2 separate regions of the Sus scrofa genome follow, and region 1 is linked to region 2. The links are chromatin contacts, called in public HiChIP or PLAC-seq maps. All regions are on one chromosome and are shown on one strand. Each heading gives the region's core, a stretch centred on a gene start, on an enhancer-like site or on the middle of the called end of the contact. The rest is flanking DNA. Distances are from core to core; before and after follow the strand shown.

Region 1 (6,945 bases), core at 1,488-3,987, 450 kb after region 2:
CCTTTTCTCTTTACTTAGGAAATGCCACATGAGAGAAACATCAATTGTGAGGTGGTTTTTTTTTTTTTTTTTTTTTTAAACCATGCACTTGGCCATTCCATCCATGTAATCTTTGCCACTGGAGAGCTATTACTGTGAAAATAGCAAAGTTTACAGATGACATGATAACTCTTCGGGGGTGGGGGGTGACCCTGAAAGGGACAATTTCTTTTCAGAGGAATATATCACAGTATTTAGAGAGAAGAGATCTTGTGAAAAAGCCACCAGTGGAAGAGTCCAAGCAGGTCTTCTATCTGTTTGGGAAGAGTTAACAGCAATGTGTGGGAAGTCAAACAAAAATGGAAAGTGGAGATTTTCTTTGCTTTTTTTTTTTAAAGGATGTTTGTTTAAGGAAAGTATGTGTGGAGGCAGGAAGGGGGAGAGCCATGGCTCCAGTGAAAGAGAAGGGATTTGGTGAAACAAATACCAGCAGTGGTTCAAAGGACTTCTGGACATGCAAGATAGTAAATAAGCTAAAGAAGCAATTTTCATAAAAAATATTTTCCCAGCCATTGAGGAAAGACAATGGAATTGTAAGGTTGCTACTGAATAATTAAATCTGTCAGCTGAGCTCATATCATGAATATCACTGATAATCATTTCAGTTGGCTTCCCTGAGTTTTTCCATTTTTTCTCTGAGTATTCATATTTCCATTGAATTTCTTCTGGAATTAACCTGTACCACCGAGAAATGATTAAACTGCTTTAAAAAGGCCCTCGTTTCCATCTTGAAAGAGAAAATATAAATGCAAAAAGAGTACTCTAGCTCCTAGCTCAATTTCCAAGGCATCTGGATGTTAGCAAGCTGGGGAATAAAGTGAGGAAGGCATTTTATCCGACACTATGGAAAGTAGGGCAGAAATCCCAGAGAAAATGGTGTCTTTTTAAAAAAGAAGTATGAACATCCAGCCATAAAGGCTCTGTTTTAAAGATGATGTCTTCTGAAATGATGAGTTGAAAGAATCATTTTATATTATTTATTGGTTCATGAATATAAACAACTTAAAAATATTGTAAAGCCTTACTTCAAAAGGAGTCAGTAGTAATTTTATTATTAGAAACAAATTTAAGATTCTCAGCTTTTCGCTGATGAAACTACAGGCTGCCTGGTTCTCTATGAAGTTATGATACTGGTAAAACAACTTGTACAAAATCTTATCCCCACATATTTAAAGCTTTTTGTTGGTGTAAATCCAAGTCAATATATGAGTGTAGAAATATAACTCATATTTGGACTGAAATTAAGCTTTGAATTTCAAAGAAAATATTCAAATATGCAATGTATCATTCAATTTCAGAACATAAAAATCTTCAAGCTTTACATCTTGCAGGCTTTATGTATTGGTGATCAGATTCAATCACTGAAGAGTTAATATTCTGTGCATACTGTAATTAAAAACTAATAGATCTCTGAGCCACCTAGTTCTCAAATGTGCCTGATGAGGCAAACATTTCACTTCTGCAAAAATAAATTTCTAATTTTGAAGTATGAGTTGAGCCTCCTATCAAGGAATTCTGTGATGTTTGTTCATTTATCTAAGATACTTTTTTTCAGACTTGTGAATATTTATGAACCACTGGGTTCAATTGAGTGTTATAAGAAGTGAGAGGTAGTGTCTTCCAGACGTAAAGGGTGCTTTTAATTCTTTTGCTTCTCCAGATACTCACTGGCATCTTGTCATGCTTGAATGAGCCATTCAAAATAGAGCTGCCATCTAATCGAAGTACCTGAAGTGCAAAGACGAGAGGAGAATTTAATGAAGCATAAATTGTCTGTTCAGTTGGAGATACAGACTCCTTTACCATAGCACAATTAAAATAACATGTAGTGGAGACTTCTGTTAATCAACCCCAACCACCTTCTGTTTCACAGACAGGAAACCTACAAGATCAATAAATGTCTTTATTGTGAAGTGTGATGCATGGACAGTAAATGTATTCCGTGTGAGTGTGTGTGTGTGTGTGTGTGCACGTGCGCATGAATATGAGCATATGTATTTATAACTAGGAGTCTACCGGAACAAATGTACCACTGTGGTGGGGGATGTAGGGCAGGATAGACGGGGAGGTTGTACCTGTGTAGGTTCAGGGGATATAAAGGAACTCTTTTATCTTCTAATTTTGTTGTGCACCTAAAACTGCTCTGAAAAATAAAGTCTATTTTAAAACATGGAGTGGGGGGAAGAATCTACCATGTATAATTCACTATGTTCAGTGCTGATAGGGGTTGTTACTAAGATTAATCGAAATATTCCCAGTACCTACAGGAAACAGTAGCCCTTGTTGGATCCCAACAAGCTGGCCTCTTTTTAACAAAAACAAAAACAAAAAGTCATTATGCAGCTCTCCAGGCCAAGGCTATAAAAAGTGCAGGCACTGAATTTGGGAGGAATGGTAACTGTAGTGCCTCAATGGAAAAAACCCAGGTATTTTGTGGATAATGGACCTTCTTCTGGTTGTGAACTGTTATTCAATTTCTTTTTTTTTTTTTTTTTAGTTTTTTTTTTAAATTGTTATTTCCCCAATACAATTTTTTTTTTCTACTGTACAGCACGGTGACCCAGTTACACTTACATGTATACATTCTTTTTTTTCCCATTATTATTCAATTTCTTAACCTTATGTGTATGTCCATGGGGTGACTGGGCAGAAAAGCCAAAAGCTTAGTCATTAAGGAGAGAGGAAGCAGAGGGCTGTGGGAGGAGCAGCACAAGTGAAGGACACCCTCTCCCCATTTGTAATTCTAGAGGAACCAGGAAGCTCCAGACATGGAAACAACCAAGTTCAGAAAATAGGAATAGCAGGGAGTTCCCGTCGTGGCGCAGTGGTTAACGAATCCGACTAGGAACCATGAGGTTGTGGGTTCGGTCCCTGCACTTGCTCAGCGGGTTAATGATCCGGCGTTGCCGTGAGCTGTGGTGTAGGTTGCAGACGCGGCTCGGATCCCACGTTGCTGTGGCTCTGGCATAGGCCGGTGGCTACAGCTCCAATTCAACCCCTAGCCTGGGAACCTCCATATGCCTCGGGAGCGGCCCAAAGAAATAGCAAAAAAAAAGACAAAAAAAAAAAAAAAAAAAAAAAAAAAAAAAAGAAAAGAAAATAGGAATAGCGAACAAGGGATCTAAAAACCCACCAAAAGGAGTTCCCTTCGGAAATGAATCTGACTAGAATCCATGAGGATGAGAATTTGATCCCTGGCCTCGCTCAGTGGGTTGGAGATCTGGCGTTGCCATGAACTACTTTGACCTGCTGTAGGTCGAAGATGCAGCTCGGCTACTACCGTTGCTGTGGCATAGGCTGGCAGCTGTAGCTCCTATTCATCCTCTAGCCTGGGAACTTCCAAATTAATAGTAGTAATAAAAATAAATAATAAAAATCACCACCAACACAATATGCATTCACATATCCCTTATTTTATTTATTTATTTTTTTAGAGCCGCACCCATGGCAGTGGGGGTTCCCAGGCGAAGGATCTAATTGGAGCTGTAACCAGCCTACACCACAGCCACAGCAATGCAGGGTCCAAGCTGCGTCTGTGACGTACAGCACAGCTCACAGCAACACTGGATCCTTAACCCACTGAGCAAGGCCAGGGATCAAACCCATGTCATCATGGATACTAGTTGGGTTCGTTAACCACTAAGCCACGATGGGAACTCCAATATCCCTTATTTTAGAAAATATTTCTTGAGTGTCTATGTGTATATGTAAAGCATTTTGGGGTGCTAGTCACTAGGTATCTGGTAATGAACACAACTAACATGTTTCCTGCCTTTTTGTGATTTGTAACCTAGTGGTGAATGCTTGGCTCTTTATGCCACAAGGCTAAATTACCTACCACCTTTCCTTGAACCATTGCAGAGCTGCAGGATCCATTTCAAGATCACTTGGTGTATTTCCTTGTTAGGTCATTTTAGACTTCTTTAGTCTAGGTTAGTTCTTTGGTCTTCCTTTCATTTTCTTGACCTTGACTCTTTGAAACCTGTAGGCCTGTTATTCTGTAGACTATTTCTTAATTTTGGTTGTCTCCTGTTTCCTTATGAATAAAATCTTGATGGTTTCCTTCCACGGTCGTGTAGATCATGACCCAGCCTGACTTAAGGGAACACATTTGCACATCCAGAGCTTTCTCCCTCTATGCAGTTCCGTTCTCTGGTAACTCTGTCCCATAAATTCTAACTTCTTTGGCTTTGCTAGACTCTGATGTCTATCCCCTTGACTCACTGAAACCCCCGTGCTTTGTACATGGCTCATTGTCCTGTGCTGTAACCTGTAAGCTGCCTCCAGGCCTAAGCTCTCCTCTTCCTTGCCCTCCTCTGGGATAATAGCCTTGTGATTCGTTGTCCAATGTCTTAAAATTATTTTCACATATTTTGTCATGTTTTCTGATTGTTTAATATGAAAGGATTTATATGGTCCTTGAATCCTATTGTGACCAGAAACAGAAGTCTATTACTGTCTTCTGACAATTGAAACTACAGCATAAAAATTTAGTGAGTGCATAGATACTAAATGACTGCAGTTTCCTTCTTCAAGTGTACTTGGCTGGAACCTAGAGCTTGCTCCTGATCAGCTACTCAGAGCTTGCCCCCATGTCACCACCACATTCTCTGCCCAAATTGCCTCCAGAGCCCTCACCCCTCCCAGATTATACAGCAGCCATCTCTTCTCAATTACCCACCATTGTGACGACATCCAACTTACAAGGGGCCAAACCACCAGCAGGACTGCAGAACCAAAAAAGTGGACACCTCTGCCTCAGGATATCCACAAAGCCGACCCTGACAATGGGCGAGCACACTCCCCATTCCCCATGGAGTGTGCATAACACCTAGACAGTGTGTGAATCTATCATTACTGGAACTCCAAAACCAGCTGCTGACAAGAATGGCTCCTCTTTTGTTTGACTTCCTTAAGAATCCGTTCAAGCAGATGAAATCCATTCTAAAAATGTAAAATAAACTTGTACTTGAGTTTGGAAATCTGGCATCACAGTATGCATCTTTGATAAGCACACCCTGGGAGACAGTGACAAGGAGAGTGAGGCTGCAGGCTGACTTTCTGTGGCCATTGGGGATGACTCCCCATGGTGAATAACGCAGTGCATCCCCATTTGTGTCACCTTTACATTTATGTAAGCTTTACCAAAAGGTCCACCTCTCCTTTCTTCCCACATTGGAAGAAATTGAAAAAGTTGGACCAGTCTTTTCTACAAAGTGTTTTGGTCCAAAAAAAAAAAAAAAAAAAAGTATACTAACTTACTTTGGAAACAATGTTAAACAAATTAGTAGCAGAGGCTAACATCTTTTACGTATTTTTTTTTATGGACAGAGGAAAATTTGATCTTTGTGTCCTGATTTCCAGCCTGAGCTTTTTTCTAAATAAAAGTTATTTCATAGAGTTTCATGACAGTAACACTTCTGAGGTAAATTTCCAGGACTAAAATTCTCCTTAGTATTTTAAATATATAAGATTATAAACTATTTTCAAGTGTTTTAGACTTTTGTTAAATACAAATGATTTTTATTGAGCACATTTTCTTTATGTTTCTTTTTGGATTCTTCCAGGCTTTATTTCACTAAAATGAATGTTTAATGTACTAAATCCACTCACACAATGATCATTTGCTTTCTAAGAATTATTAGAGGGCAAGAAGCCTTTGAGCCTAATAATAGTTCATTCTTAGAAACAGGAAACAAAACTTTGCCAAGATTCAACAAGCCCAAACACCAAAGGTTCCAGGTCAGTTTGAAACAGAAACCACACATTTTGATTTGATCTAAACTTGGCAGTGTAAGACTCGCAAGGATTGTTTCTAGTATTATATAGAGGAGATATATACACACAGTTGAACAAAGGGAGACAGGAAGGCCAGTTTAAACTAGCAAAACATTCAGGAAGAGATTTAAAACTCAGGTCTGTTGTGGTGAACATGGATCTGGAGCCCCTGAGGCTCATGCTTGGTCACTATCATGCCTCAAGGAAGTTGAGACATCAACTAACTTTTCTGAGGTGAATGACAGCACTATGCCAAGTTCACTTTCCTCCTCAGAGAGAAAGTGCAAAACTAAGGAATGAGAATTCTAAAGATAGAGTTTAAATATGAACCAAAAGTAATTTCATAATTCTCATTTTCTTAATTTATGTGATATGGTTAACTGGGCCAACAGTCCCTCATATGCGTGTCAAGAATCGAAGAAATGAAAAAATATATTTGTGAAGTTTTTGTGTGTGTCACTCAAAAGAAAGTGGACATAGGCCTTAAAATACTTTTGCAGTGCAACTATAAAAAAAAGTACTATGTGTAGCTGGAAACTAAACTTTCTTTGTCAGTAGATCTCAGGGAATACCACTACTGAGTCTGTTAGCACTTCTTCACTGGGTTTCTTAAAAGGCCTCACAGATTCAAAAAATACAAACCATAACATTTTTTTCTTTTTCTTTTTTTAGGGCCGCACCTGCAGCATATGGAAGTTCCTGGGCTAGGGGTTGAATCAGAGCTGCACCTACGGCCTATACCACAGCCATGGCAACTCAGAATCTGAGTTGCATCTGTGACCTATGCCACAGCTTGCAGCAGTGCTGGATCCTTAACACATCAGGTGAGGCCAGGAATTGAACCTACATCCTTTGGGACACTATGTTGGGTTCTTAACCTACTGAGCCACAATGGCAACTCCCAGACCATAACTTTTTTAAACCTTTCTTTAACTATGAACTATAACATACATAAAGAAAAATACAGCATATAAAATATCAATTATGAAACACAGTGTCATGGAACCATCACATATGTCAAGAAATAGAACAATGTCAGCAACCCATAAGCCCTTCCCAAGGTTTCTGGCATATTGAGTAGTTTATTAAAATAATCCCATACTGTTTTCAGGGGATAAAAACATTGTA
Region 2 (7,211 bases), core at 218-2,717:
TTAGTGTGCAAGTTAATAAAATTTCTTCTTGAAGCATGAGTGTATTCCCTTGAAAAAAAAGCTCATGCCCTACTTTTACATTAAAGCTGCTATTCCCTGGACAATATATTTTCCCACTGTGATAGAATTTTGAAATTCTAGTGTGCATCATCTGATGAGTTTACTAAAAATGCAAAATTCTGGGCCTCACGCTCAGAAAATATGATTCTATAGATGTGGATGATGGCCCAGGAATCTGCATTGAAGAAATTGTGCAGATTACCCCAATGCAGAAGGAACTTGGATGTTCCTTTGAGAATCTCATTCTCAGGCATAGAGCAGAAAGAGGCAGATTAATTAACAACCCAAAATCTTCTGATAAATACTTTCAGAGGAAATAGCGCAGAGAAAATCAGTATGTAAAGTTCTGCAAAGGACCCAAGTCGCACTAAAGCTAAATAGATGGTAACTCTTCCCATTATACATATAAGTGAACTGAAAAGATAAGAAAGTCATTATCAGTTTAATAATTTTTTTAAAGAAAAATTCATTTATTGAGGTAAAGAACCCTTAATTATCAAAATGCCAGACTTTGAAGTTCCTGTTAAGGCTCAGCGGTTATGAACCCAACTAGTATTCATGAAGATGCAGGTTCGATCCCTGGCCTTCTCAGTGGGTTAAGGATCCAGTATTGCCCCCAGGGTGGTGTAGGTGGCAGACATGGCTTGGATCTGGCATTGCTGTGGCTGTGATGTAAGCCTGCAGCTGCAGCTCAGATTCGACCCCCAGCCTGGGAACTTCCATATGCTGCAGGTGCTGCTATAAAACACCAAAAAAAAAAAAAAAAAAAAAGCCAGACTTTGAAATGACATTTTTATTTGCTCTGTGAAATACTAATTCTACAGAATCATGTTTCTTCAGCATACTGGATCAACGTGTCTCCCCACAACACAAAAGACGCATAATGTCAACTGCCCTTTACAAATAAATAGCAGTTTTCCTACTTGTCTTTCCCCAAGAATCTCTCTCCATGTATTTGTGCATCGTGTCAGGACAAACCACAAGCTCAGACAAAAGCAAATAGGTAAACCGGTTAAAACTGGAGGCCCTTCTTTGCTGTCATCTCTTTTCCTCAGAGGAATGATCGCCAAAGGGAGCTAAATGGTTGAAAATAAGTATTCAAATAAAATCAGTATTACATTCAAGCTACTTTATTCATTTTAAGAACTTGAGCTGTTTTTCTCTGTGTTATCATAAATGGAAGCAGGTAGAAACCTGCAAATTCAAACAGTGAGGGAAGTAAAAGTGACAGAAGTCTTTGTTAGGTACTTAAGCAGCTTGGATCATCTTCCTCTCTGTATATCCCCCAGACAAGCAATTATGATTGCTTTACAGATAATAAATTCTACAGGGAAGTTACTCACTCTGATTGAAAAGCCTAGCATGGTTGTGCCCAAAATAACCATGGCCAGATGCCAAGTGAAATTTCCCCTAAACATGACTGTCTTGCCCAGTTCCACAATCCCAGACAAGGGTTGCTCCAAACCTCTTCAGCACCCACCTCATCCCTCTACTGGTTAGAACAAAAGCCCTTGACTTACCCTCCCCTAAATTGTCCCTTCTTGCCTGCATTTCTCACCTGCCTCTAAACTTGTGGCCAGTATTTAACGGCTGACCGGTGGACTGACTGAGCAAAGCTCAGATCTGCTCCCTTGCAGTTCAAAAGTATTTTGATCCCTAAATGATTAGCTCCTTTTTGCACACAGAAATGTCCTCAATTATGAAGCTAGTCACACAGGAAGGAGGAGGAAAGAAAGGGGAAAAGAAGGGGGTCCCTTGACGATAACTGCTGTGACCCAGCCCTGGTTCTGCCCTTGACCACTTCACCCTCCTCCTTCAAAGGAGCTTAGAAATGGGTACAGGTCTTTTCATGCCATTATTACCTTGTGACTCAGATTTTATTTATTTATTATTTAATTATTTATTTATTTGTCTTTCAGGGCCACACCTGCAGCACATGGAGGTTCCCAGGCTAGGGGTCAAATCGGAGCTATAGTTGCAGGCCTACACCACAGCCACAGCACTGCCAGATCTGAGCCACATCTGTGACCTACACCACAGCTCACAGCAACATCAGATCCTTAACCCACTGAGTGAGGCCAGGGATCAAACCTGCAGCCTCATGGATACTAGTCTGATTCGTTTCTGCTGAGCCACAAAGGCACCTCCCAGATTTTATTTTATTTTATTTTTTTAAAGAATCAGTTTACCCATAACTTATGGTGACCAAAAATAAAACCAATGTCAAGAAAAGAAAAGTTTGCTGGTTCACTTACATTTCTTAGGGGGATGATAATATACCAAACCTTACATGAGTATCTGTGTATCAACCATCTTCATCCATTAAAAATGCCTATGCTGGTAGCACTTCCTATTCCAGTTAAAATAAATGTCCCACTGTGCTTGCTTCAGCAGCACATATACTAAAATTGGAATGATTCAAAGATTAACATGACCAGTGTGCATGGATGACATGGGGATGAGGGAAGCATTCCATATTAAAAGAAAAAGAAATAAAGGTCCCACTGATGATTGCATACATATCACCCAAACTTAAAAAAAAAAGTCTTAATTTCTACCTGCCACTTAATTTTATTTATTTCAATATTTTTAATAAGTTTTTCATCTCTTGGCCTTTTCCATCACAAGTAATATTTTCCATTTTTCCAGCATCTTCTATGATGGTTCATATGTCATCAATCCTCAAGTTGTGGTTGGTATATACTGGGATGGGACGGCCATCCAGGGCTCAGACTCAGGCTTGTGAGATAGATTAATCAAAATATAATGGTCTAACGTAGTAACCAAGTTTGTGAACATAAGCTGAGGGGTTTTTTTACCTAATAAGTAATGATAATAACTATTTTCTTGTTTCTTTCTGGATGCTAATGGCCAACTTCAGAGAGATGCAATATTAGTACAGCAACGCAGAACACTCAAAATCAAAATATTTCCATCGGATTTTGATTTTTCTTTTAATTACAATGGTACATGAGTTTAGCTTTCTTCATTTTACAATAGTTTAAATTACAGTACATCTAATGAATGAAAACAGGTGGTTCTCTATGTTTGAGTTTTCTGGGCCTAGCAGTAGAAACAGGCTGTCCCGCACAGCCTGCTGAAAGCCCCACAGCAAGTAAGCAGAAAGGAGTCATGGAGGATGTAATTAGCCCTATGAGAGCGAACCAAGTAGTGTCAAATAAATAATTCAATACTAGCCTTTTTTCATTAATATAAAAAAAAGTAGAGGATGGGAGAGTTTTGACTGTCTTCTTCTAGTACTCATAAATTACATGTGCAGCCTTAAAAATTTCTGTTGCCTGTCTAGGCCTTTAAAAAAGTAGCTCAAGGATTAGATTAGCAATAAAATGTTTGTGACTAGTACCTAGGATTTTGACTCCTAGTGCAATGTTTTTTCACTGCTATATACAACAGCCTGATCTTCAGCAAGAGATATTTTGCTGAAAGGGAACTTCTTAGGGGGCATAAAGGCCAATAATAATCTATTCCAGAATGCCCAGTGGAATTCTTTAGCTTTAGTCTTCAAGATCCAAGTGTGAGCAGCTGTCACAAAGAACAAGTTGTAGGCAGAAACAAGGGCAGGTACACAGGGGCGAGGCAGACATAGAAGGAAAAAGGATCATCTCTCTCTTCACCCCCCGTCCTGCCCCAGGCCAAAGTGTTCCCATGACTCTTATTTCAGAATCATTTATGAAGTCAGAGGTAGATAGATATTCACAAAAGTGCTGCTCTTCCTTTTAGTACCCATCCAATCTGTGAGCTCCAGAGCGATTGCAACTCTTGATCTCCAAACCCTTGTACAGGAAGAGATGCTAAGCGGATCACTTTTCCAAGTCATTTTCTAACAGCCGTATGACACATCTCATGACAAAAGCTGACACAATTTGAACACAACTTTAAAAATTGCTTTCTTATGCCATTATAAAAACATCAGTATTTAGTTGATAAAACTAATAATGTCATAGGGAGATCAGAAATTGAGTTTTTACATATAATAATAGAAAAATCACAGAAACCATGCCATTTGATGAAAGTAAATGCTTTTTAACACGTTTTTCTTCTTTTCTGGAAATGATGGATGACAGTAATAAGAACTTTAAGAAGTGGTGGTAATTCTGTGAAAAACCGTCAATTAATAGATCAGATTAGACTATCAATAATTTACATCTAGGTATTCCCACTAACATTTACAAACTGATCCAAGTTTTGGCTCCCCAGCTGGTCCCAGTAAATTATATTCACAGTACCCCAAATTTGTGTAGTGTTCAGTTCCAATTATAAATAATTTGAAATTAAATCGGCAAGGGTACGGTAGATAAAGGTTGAAATGCAAAGAAGTGCAGGCAGGAGAGTAAAGATAAATTTGAACCAGAGCCACATCTTGTTATAAACATGCTTAAATACAGTCTTTGCCTTTGCCAAATGATTTGGGAAACTGAGGAAATACCATGGGGATAATTAAAACAAAGTAAAGAGAAATTCAAAATTGCCTTTGATTTGAGGTATTGAGAAGATACATGTAAAGATTTTTGGTTGTGTCTTGGTTTGAATTACCTAAACATAATTGCTCTCAATATCTCCACTTCAGTTACTGTGTTCCCATGGGGTCTTTAGAATAAGAGATAAAAGGACACTATTCAGAGGCATGTTTATTGAACAACAGCGAGAATGAATTAATAAGTATAGTCTTTACAAACCCACAACCCCCCTACACATTTCCACCCTTCTTCTCACTTCTTTCTTGAGCATATCTGGAATTTTAATTGCCAGTTACTCTCTGTTAAAGTAATCAAATACTATTTGGACTTAACTATAAGTTTTACAGTTTTCCTTGCTCAATTATTATTATTTTTTTAATTCGTAGCTTTTCCTTATACTAATTTTTAAAAATTTGCTATAACCTATCCTCTAGAAATTCTTTTTGAAATTCTATAGGTAGTAAACTTCATGAATCCTTATAAATCTTAATATTAGTTTGCATTCTTGGTTTGAAATTATTTTCCCATAGAAATTTTGAAGAAACCGTTTCACTATTTTCTTGCATCCAATGCTGCTGATGGAAAGTCAATAGAATATATTGATCTGGCACAACAGCAGATCCTGGAGTTTAAAGAATGAAAGCAATAAAGGAGTTCACATCAGCCCTGCAGACCTTGCAGTCTCTGTGAGGGAGCTGACCAAGATGGCCACTGTGCCCCTTCCTATCCCTCATCTTGTGAGCCTGTGCATTTGCCTAGCATTTATGTCAGTGGTTGTATTTATTTTCTACCACTTTGTAACAAACCGCCACACACTTAGAAGTTTTATACAAGGCAGAGTTATCATCTCAGTATTTGTGGGTCAGGAGCTTGGGCACAACGTGACTAGATTCTCTGTTCAAGACATTCCAAGGCTGAAATCAAGAGTCACTTGAGGCCATAAGCCTCATCTGAGACCCAGGGTCCTCTCCTAAGCTGCCCCCTTATTGGCAGAATTCATTTCTTTGTGGTGGCAGGCTAAGGTCCCTGTTTTCTTGCTGGTTTGTGGTTGGGGATCATGTTCAGCTTTCAGAGGCCACCTGCACTTGTCTGACACATGGCCTCTCCACAGCCACAGTTTGTTTTCAAGGCTACTGAGAAAAATCTCTCTGCTATCTCTCTGTCTTCTAGAACCTCTTTTGAAAGGGTTCATCTGATTAGACCTGACCCACCCAGAATCAGGGAGAGATTTTTCCCCAAACAACATAATTTAGAGGGCCATCCATTCTGATACATGTTGTTTCTGCTCATTTATTTTTAGCTGCTAGATTGAACATTATACCATCCTATGAACATACCAGTAATCCTTTGCATTTTAATTCAATCATTTCTTTAGGAAGGACATTTCTGATCTGACAAACTCCCCCCGACACCCCCTACCCAATAGGTAGGTAGGTAGGTAGGTAGATACATGCATACATACATACATCAGGTCCCCTAATAAGGCACTTTCATAGCACTTAATATTTTTCTTTATAATTCTTTTTTTTTTTTTTTGCTGTTCTATAATTATCTTGGTTACTTAGTTAATGTCTTTCTTCCCCATCAGTTTATATGCCCATGAAGGAAGCAATCATGTTTATTTTCCTCACTGTTGTGCTCTCATTTCCTAGCATGGAGGCTATCAAGACATATTTGTTGAATGAAGACTGTTCTGGGACAAACATTCCTAACAGCATGGTTTTAATAGAATTATATGGCTCTGGGCATTGGTGGACTTGTGAAGAGAACTTCAAAGTCAAAACTCCTGTCAGTAAGAGCAGGAAACTGGAGGTTGGTCCCTGACAAGGCCCCTGACTTGGGGCTGCAATAATGCTGAATCCCTGCAGTGGAGGAACAGCCATTGCTTCTCTTCTCTGTCAATAGTGAATTAAGTGTGTGTTTATGGGGCTCACGGTTATTTTCTTTTGAGAGAGTTAATTGATGGAAGGTTAAATAAAGCCACAAGTTTTTACTTAAAGAAAACAGAGAAAATGAAGGATTACTTTAATTATGACCAATGTGTCAAAAGAAATGTTTCCCAAATTAATCTTTTCTGGGAGTGCAACAATTCTTCCTATAATTCATTTTAACGCCTCATAAAAAAAAAAAAAAGGAGGGGGCTCATTCTACCCAATCCTTCTTTTATAGATACACACACAGTGTTCGGTCAGCTCTCACTTAGATTACAACAAGCAACGTGAATTAATTACAGGCATTAAAGCTTTTCTTTCCAAGGTGTTTGCTTTCTAAGGATTAGTTTTCCCACGTTAGCTGCAGGAGGCACCCCTTTCTGGTTAAAGGAGAGGCTTATTCTGGAAAGTGACTAGGAAAGCCTTAGTACCGCTCCCTCTCCTTTAAAATATCCCAAATCCTCCAGGATGTTACACATCCAGTTGTGTCTTTTAAAGGCAGCTCAACTGAATTCTTCCAAGGAAAGAGCAGAACAGTCTTGGAATGGTTTGAGTGTTAACATTTGTTCTTAATCTATCAAAATTCTCCTACTCATGTTCTCAGAGTTTGTGAGTATTCTCTGAAGCCTTTTCAGAGCTGGAAATCAGTCCAATTCCAGTAGTAGGGGAGGGTTGAAAAGGATGGAGGAGGTGTTCTGTCGATTTCTTTTTTTCCTACAATGTTGACGAGTAAGAAAACTCG

What was found. HiChIP or PLAC-seq counts read pairs in DNA pulled down with a chosen protein or histone mark.
Region 1: an H3K27ac HiChIP or PLAC-seq map of alveolar macrophages shows a contact between it and region 2. The contact joins two enhancer-like sites. A contact is called at or near these places in 1 of 47 Hi-C or Micro-C datasets (embryonic fibroblasts) and 1 of 2 datasets of contacts at active chromatin or transcription factors (alveolar macrophages).

What each region holds. Positions count from the first base shown.
Region 1 is chr2:91,661,659-91,668,603 of Sscrofa11.1, forward strand. No RefSeq gene overlaps it. Among named protein-coding and RNA genes, the nearest start is that of VCAN, 35 kb to the right of the region's middle. Within about 2 kb of position 2,738, at least 1 of the 83 cell types and tissues checked has an H3K27ac peak or open chromatin away from gene starts, as enhancers often do. A contact at or near this core is called in alveolar macrophages, where this site is marked.
Region 2 is chr2:91,208,149-91,215,359 of Sscrofa11.1, forward strand. No RefSeq gene overlaps it. Among named protein-coding and RNA genes, the nearest start is that of TMEM167A, 150 kb to the right of the region's middle. Within about 2 kb of position 1,468, at least 1 of the 83 cell types and tissues checked has an H3K27ac peak or open chromatin away from gene starts, as enhancers often do. A contact at or near this core is called in alveolar macrophages, where this site is marked.